Regions from separate parts of the Gossypium hirsutum genome. Here region 1 is linked to region 2. A link is a contact called in public Hi-C data. All regions are on one chromosome and are shown on one strand. The core of a region is the stretch at or near the end of the contact, and the rest is flanking DNA. Distances in the headings are between cores, read along the strand shown. Region 1 holds the start of LOC107918946 (transcription factor JUNGBRUNNEN 1). Region 2 has its middle 47 kb from the start of LOC107918946.

Evidence for each region. A called contact is a pair of places that touch in the nucleus more often than the background predicts.
Region 1: a contact with region 2 is called in a Hi-C map of leaf, with 3 times the contacts expected there. The contact joins the promoter of LOC107918946 here to the enhancer-like site in region 2. A contact is called at or near these places in 8 of 34 Hi-C or Micro-C datasets (anther, callus, fibers and 2 more).

The regions. Positions count from the first base shown.
Region 1 is chrD07:10,813,584-10,817,545 of Gossypium_hirsutum_v2.1, reverse strand. LOC107918946 (transcription factor JUNGBRUNNEN 1) reads right to left here and starts at 1,990. Exons shown (of 3, transcript XM_016848505.2): 1 at 1,735-1,990. The coding sequence starts at 1,927.
Region 2 is chrD07:10,766,846-10,770,672 of Gossypium_hirsutum_v2.1, reverse strand. No RefSeq gene overlaps it. Among protein-coding and RNA genes, the nearest start is that of LOC107918946, 47 kb to the left of the region's middle. Within about 2 kb of position 1,947, at least 1 of the 9 cell types and tissues checked has an H3K27ac peak or open chromatin away from gene starts, as enhancers often do. A contact at or near this core is called in leaf, where this site is marked.

The DNA.
Region 1 (3,962 bases), core at 741-3,240, 47 kb before region 2:
TAATGTGAGCAACTACCTTGAGGACCTGGTTAGGGGCTCGAACCCCACCAACGGTAAAACACTCACATCCCCTTGGTGGGTGGCCGTATGGTCAATGTGCTCTAGCTCTCTGAATCAAGCTTTCAGGATAACTACTCACGACACGCTACTTTTGGCAGAACACAAAAAACAAAATTTTTCTCAAAAGACAATACCTTCAATTGTTGAGTATTTAGTTAACTGCTTAACGAATGACATTTTGAATACTTCTAAAGAAACCGACCCACCCTCAACTGTTATATTTTTTTCCTTGTTAAACTGAAGTTGGAGATTAAATTTTTTAAATTTATTTCCAAAAATTGGTGAGGATTTCCTTTTCTTCAAAACAAAAAGGTTTAAACAAAGTTTAATTTTATTTGATGAATAGAGAGAGTGTAAAGAATATAATAAGGAATTACCTTCCTTGTTTTTTCGGCCAAGGAAACAATAAATTATAAGAAGAAGAAAAGGTTTTCCCATTATTTATTTCTTTGTCAAAATATTTTAAATAAAAAATTAGCGAGAATCAATTAAGTAGAGGAAATTACCTCATCAAATGATTATGTTAGTCAACTTTTTAGATTCTTAAAGTAAAATTAATAGAGATTGGAGAGATATTTTTTTATTACAAAATTTTATATTAAATAAAAAAATTATTATAAAAGTTAAAAGGTAAATTTTCTTTTATACAAAATTTACTTCCATCCATAACTCTTTTTCACCTTTAAATTGTTCATTCGGACTAATAAATTTTTTTATTACTAATTGTTATAATTATTTTAAGATTGTAAAATTACGACAAGTCTTTGTATTTTTTATAAGTTTGAAATATAGCTTATCTATTTTTATTTTTAAGAATTTTTTTTTTATTTTTTGAATGTAAAAATAAAAGTCTAATTATTAATACCGTAACAATTCTTTCAAGCTTATTACAACATCATTTTTTTTAACATTATTACATCAAGTGAGTATTATTTTTAGGTTTTTTTAAATATCACACCAACAAATTTAATCTCGAATTTTAAAATTAAAAAAATAGAACTAAATTCCAAAAATTTAAAGTATAAAGACTTGAACCATATTTTAAGCTCGGTTTTATAAATATTTACTTTGTAATATTCAATCAAATAGTAATATCTATAAAAAGGAGATAATATAATTTTTTTATCCTTGAACTTGACAACTGGGTTCACTTTGGTACTTGTACTTTTTTTTTTGTTGCTAATTTGAGTTCTAAACTTAGATTCTATTAATATTTCATGATGTGGCCCATGTTATTAGAACAAGACCGAATTGGACAAATCGAGAGTTGATTGATATAACGGTCCAAACAAAGGGGTTGAATCGATTGGCTTGAAAACTGTTTGAAATTGATAAAAGTAATAAATCGGGACAAAAATTGAAAGTTGAACAAGTTAAACCAATTTAATAAAAATTTTATTATTTAAATTTTTATGAATTTTTATTTAATTATTTAGTTGGTGATATGGTGCAATCTCTGAGTTCATATAACTAATCTTTTATATATTTCAAATTCACGGATTAAGATAGATTTAGTTATTAAATTTAAATGTCAAAATAGACAAAAAAAAAATATAAATATCAAAGTTAACCTAATTACGAAATTGAGTCGAAAAATTATATTATCCAAGAAAAACAAATAGTTTCAACTGAAGAAACGATCAAGGATGTTAAAAAAAAAAATCAGATGCTTACTTGGAAGATCCCAAGGATCATATTGATAGATGTCAATCTGTTTGATTAGTTCAATACTGATCGGTTTCTTTTCCACCTTTCTTCTCAGATAAAACCCCACAAGTTCTTCGTCTGTTGGGTGAAATCTAAAACCTGGAAGCTTAATTTCTTCCTCGTCTCTTTTCTTTTTATTATCATCAATTGAATTCTCCATTAATCTCTCTCTCTCTCTCTCTCTCTCTCTCAGTTTATGGTATATGGTTTTTTTCTCTGTTAACACAAGTCTCTCAAAGTGGCAGAAGTGTTTAGCTTATAATTATAAACATGGACAAGGGGGGGGGGGGAGGTTAAGTCAAGACAAGACTTTTTGATTAACAAAAGTCTTCCATTTACTGATAAAGTAACATTTTTTATTCTAGATGTGATTATAACAAAAGAAAAATAAAAAGCATAAATGTTCTTTTTTTTTCTCCTATTAGATCAGGACGAACATAAAGAATTGCTTAGAAGGATCAGATATGAATAATTATTTATTTAGAATATGATAGTGTAATTTTATTATTATATTAATATATAATTTCATAAAATATTTAAAGGATTAAATGATAAATTTATCATTTAGGAGGGAAAGATACTACCAATTAGGGGTGAGCATTCGATCGAATCGAAAATTTTCGAGTTAATCGAGTTTTCGAATCTCATTTTATCATCCTAACTTTATTTGAAGTTTTCTCGAATCGAGTCGAGTGAGATGGAATTCGAATCGAATCGAATCGAATCGAATATATTGGTTCGAGTTAAATTTTAAAAAATAATTTTGGGTCTTTGTAACCATTGTCACCCATCGTAATAAAATTTGTCCACCTTAATCAAATTTTTTATTAACTTTCATCACTTCATAATTTATTTATTAATTTTTTATATATTGGTTAGCTTATTTGCTTGCTTAGTTGTTTCAATTATCTTCAGATTCTTGTCACTATGTATTTTAGAATTAAAAAATATATTAAATGTAAAAATATGATTTTTTAATAAAAGTTATTTTAAAAATAAAATGTGAAATTGATACCAATATAAAATTTTAACACGAATATTTTATGGCATAATTAATAATTCAATTTTAATATAAATATTCAATATGACTAAACAATTCAATAATATAAATAATATAAAATGTGAAATTTAATTTAATAATATAAATAGTAGATTTAAATAAAATTATTACTATTTATGTTTAGTGAGTTTTTTGGATAATTTTGATTTTTTATTTGAGAGTAAAGGGTGAGAAGTAAAAGTTTTGGGGAAAAAATAAAAAGTTTTGGGGAATAAAAGTTTGAGGGAAAGTAAATAGGGTGGAGTAAAATTTTGGAGGGAAAATATTTAAAAAAAAATTGGATGGGGGAGGGTTTGGAATAGATGGGAGGTGAGATGGGAAGGGAATAAAAGTTTTAGGGGAAAAGTGGGAGGGAGTAAAAATTTTGGGGGAAAATAAAAGGTTTTGAGGGTTTTTGGGAGTAAAATTTTGAGAAAAAATAAATGGGAGAGTAAAATTTCGGTAGAAAATAGATTTTGGGTAGATTGGGGGGTTGGGAGGGGAGATGAGTAAAAGTTTTGGGGGGAGAGTGGGAAGGAGTAAAAGTTTTGAGGGAAAAGTAAAGAGGTTTGGGAGTTTGGGGTAAAAATGTAAAATATTATAGTTTGATATTCGAATTCGAAAACTCAACTCGATTCGAACTCGAAATTCGAAAAAAATATTTGAGTTGATTCGAATAACTCGATTAACTCGAATAACTCGATTCGTTTAACTCGAAATTCGATTTTTTTTTCGATTTTTTCGAATCAAATCGAGTTTTGCTCATCCCTACTACAAATCTCCTTTTACCTTTGTCACTAGGTCTGATAATTACATTAAGTTTTGATTAAATCTAAATGAACAATAAATTTTCTTATTGATGTTTTTTAATCTACAAAACTTGAATATGAAATCATGCTCGAAAGGCTTTAAATTTCTTATCACGCGACTCAACAAATGTTGGTAAATGATTTTAAATTTTAAGAGAAATGTTACATCGATGTACAATTAAAAAAGTTTTTACACCCATTCATATCTTTTTGCATGATCAATATTTTAATGATTTATTCATTGAATTTATCAATATAATTGTGATAGTCATGCATGTAAATTTTTGAACAATTATAAGTTTTATCTATAACAAATAGTTAAAAATTATAAATTCACGTCAAATTTG
Region 2 (3,827 bases), core at 698-3,197:
CCACACAGCCCGAACAAAAAATCCGTTCTCGTTTTAACAAAACATAGAACTAGCAGGTGAAAACCCCCAACATTACCAAACATAAATGGTTTGAAGTTAATGTGTTGAAGGAAAACATATAGTGTCAATAAAATATAGGAGAGCTATTTTTTTAATATGTCAAATCCAAACTGATAATATAATAAGTACAGATGTTTTTATAATTTGATCAATGTGTTTTAATTATGCTTCACTCCATATTTGAGTAGGCAATATTTAATGCTCAAGCTAATGGTTGGATTGACATAATGACTTAATTGATATGGTATTGATAATTTTAGGATTCAATTAAAATGTTTTAAAGTTTGAGAACCAATTTAATACCAAACCATAATTTGAAAACATTTTATGCAATTAAGCCAATTAAACAAAGAGAAATGGAGAAAATTCGTGGTCAAACACTTGCACAATTCCTCTTTCGTTATCAAATAGGTCCCTAGTTTCTATTCTAAAATTTTATAATGTGAAAAGTGTCAAAATTTACGTAATATTTTATATACAATAGTGGAATTTGTGGTTTAGAATGGAAAAAACAAGACATGCCGAAGACCAAGAATATTGCTACAATTAAACTTGCTTTAAAGGGTCAACATAGCAAAGAAAAAAGGGACTGCTATTTGGTATTATAATCAATGCATTGTTGAAAAAAGTCCAAGTTCTTCATATATATATATTAAGAGTCTAATTTCTTGGTTTCGATTAGGCACAAATAGTCAAGTCTTGAAGAACCTTCTTCCTGGGGACAAACCAAATTCAGTTAATATCCTGTTCCTCTCTAAATCTTCTAATTTTTTCTCTATTTCTTAGGTAACACTTTATATATATATGATGACTTTTCCCCTAGTTGCCGTACAAACCAGACAAAACTTTTTATACTTAATTTATATAGATCAAGTTGTCCCTAATACAACATACTTGTTTGATTTTGAATTCAGAAGGTTGATATTGAAGTGTTAATCGGGCTGAGTCAAACTCAAATAGAAGCAAGTTTGAGCTCTACTTAAAATTTAATGTTTAATTTTCAGCTTAAACTTAATTAAATATCAATTTTTAAATTTGAGTTTGATTAGACTCGTTTATAAATTTTTGAGTTCAAATAAGATTGATTATATTCAAGCTTGAACTTGTTTCTACTTAAATTGTTGCTATAGAATAAAGGTAAAAACATAATTTCATAATTTAAATATATATTGAAGTGAAAAACTTGATTAGATTCATAAGCAGTTTGAATTGAGTATGATGCAAACCATGGAAAAACAAAGAATGATTCACAAATGTTTGTTTTATCTAAAGAACCAATCACTAAAAGTTAGACATGCCAAATGAAATCAAAGCTAAATTTTTTGTTCAAGAAAATAATTTCTATCCATTTTAAGTTGATTCATGATACATGTGAAGTTGAAATTTGTAAAAGGAAAAATTCATTGAAAGAATTTCACCGTCCTCGGAACCTTCCAATTTAGGAAAATTTTTATTTTTTAAATTACTTGGAAACTTTATATTTTGGAAATTTACATCTTTTTGAGACATTTTTTTTGCAAAAATATTTATAAAAGGGTGGAAAACAACCCACTCATCAATTTTTAGGAAGCTCATGTTCGGGTCCATTGAACCTCGTTTCGAAAATGTGAATAGTTCAGCAGACTTGTTCCAGAAAGTTCTATCCACATGTCCGCTAATCCAAGAAGTAGCAAAAATTAGCATTTTTAGGAATTTTACTTGGTCAATGAACTTTCTATTTTTTTTTAGGATAATATTTTCATATAATATTAAAATTATTCATAATCTCTCTATATAACTTTAAAATAAGAGGTTAAATGCACGATTTTTTGTACTGTGTATGAACTCGGTTTTGGTTTGATGTATATGGACTTGCCACCCATACAGCTTAAGTAATTGGACTTAATTCTTACTGAATTTTTGCAGGCCTTGATTGCATACTTAGAGGACTAGTCAATGACATTTTGGGCAGCATAGGAGTCCATTTGCAAGGTTCAAATTTGGCCACACTTGACCCAATTGATGGCCAGGTATAAAAAGCTTACTTGGCTATGAAGTATTAAAGAGTTTTGATTAAATTGATACAACAAAGATGATAAAACCTTATCACACTTTGTTTTAAGCTAGAATAATCCCTTATTTTATCATTATTTAGATTCATTTATGATGTAAATAAACTATTTATCTTGCATTTCATTGGTTTGAGAATAATTTCATTGGTTGTTAGTTGGTTATACTTAGATAATTAGCTTAATTTTCTTATTAGGGCGTTATTTGTGTAAGATTTTAGAATTGCACACTAAAGTATTATGGTGCTCAAATTTGATTGATAGTTCGTGTTATTTGAGTTTAAGTTTAAAATCATTAAATCAATTTAAAGTTTTTTCTGTCAAATTAAACTTAAATTGTTTATAAGTATCAATACCTCATTTACTTTTTAAATTGATTTGACGTAAGTAAGCACATGAAATTTTATGATTTATTGGGTATAATGGATATTCACTATAAAATTTTTAAATAAAACTAAAATTGTCAATCTTTTTTGGTCAAGAAATTTTTTATATTTACGACATTGAGTTAACTAGAAATTGATTATTAGGTAATTGTTATATATATAGTGTTAGTGTTGTGACTTTATTGGCTTTATATTTTATATAATTTATTATTGTAATTTAATCTGAGCAAAAAACATTATTTAAATTGTTAGTTTGAACCGTTGTTGAGAATAAGGGATTGGGGAATCCTTTACCACTAAATGTAAAATAATAAATAAATAGAATACAATAAAATTGTTTATGCAGTTCGGTTTTTTTAAATTTGTGGAGCTTAGCTTAATGAGAAAAATATCCCCTCTCTTCAATAATAACAATAAGTTGTTCTATTCTATCAAAAAAAAAATCAATAAGTTATTCTATTAATTTTTTTTTTAAAAATAAGTTGTTCTAATTTATCATACCCCATGACAATTTCTTTCACCTCTCTATCTTGAAGACTCGATATTCTTATCACTAAATTCAGGGGCGAAACCAGGAGGCTGGTAGGCCCCCCCCGTAAAATGAAAATTTTTGATTTAATCCTTTAGAAGTTATAATGATAGAGGTTATTAAAATGGTAAAATTATATTTTTACTATCGTAAAAATTATAATTTAATTTCGGCCCCCCTAAAAATTGTTTATGGCTTCACCCGTAAATACATTCACCCTTTGTGAATTCAACAAGTAAAATCACAACACAAAAGTTTTAATATCAAAATGCACTCATACAATAAGGTTTTTCACAAGAACAAATTAAGTGCTTAATTTTCTCCGTACAATCAGATATATAAGTCTCTCAATTATATAGATTATCTCGAGACTTGCTAACATATGAAGATCTATCATAATCCCATCAAAACATCAATTAGATAAGCTAAATACATTATAATAATAGTAACCGGGGTAAATATGGACTCTTGATAGCTAAGCAATTAAAGTTTCAATCCAATCCAATATCCATGATCTAAGAGATTGACTTGGTGATCCGATTCAATCCGATCTGATCTACAATATATAGTTCTCACAGTGATATGATTTTCAATGATGAATTAGATATCATCCATATAGTCAACATAATCCATATAAATTGTTTAATAAATTGTCAACACTTCAAATATAGAAACTGTTTTCTCACCGTTTTAGTGCCTAATAGGGTGAGCACTCCCTTGACACCAAATTACCAATTCCATATATTTATACAAAATTTTGCTTGTTAATATTATATTAGAAAAATATTATTTTATAATTCGTAA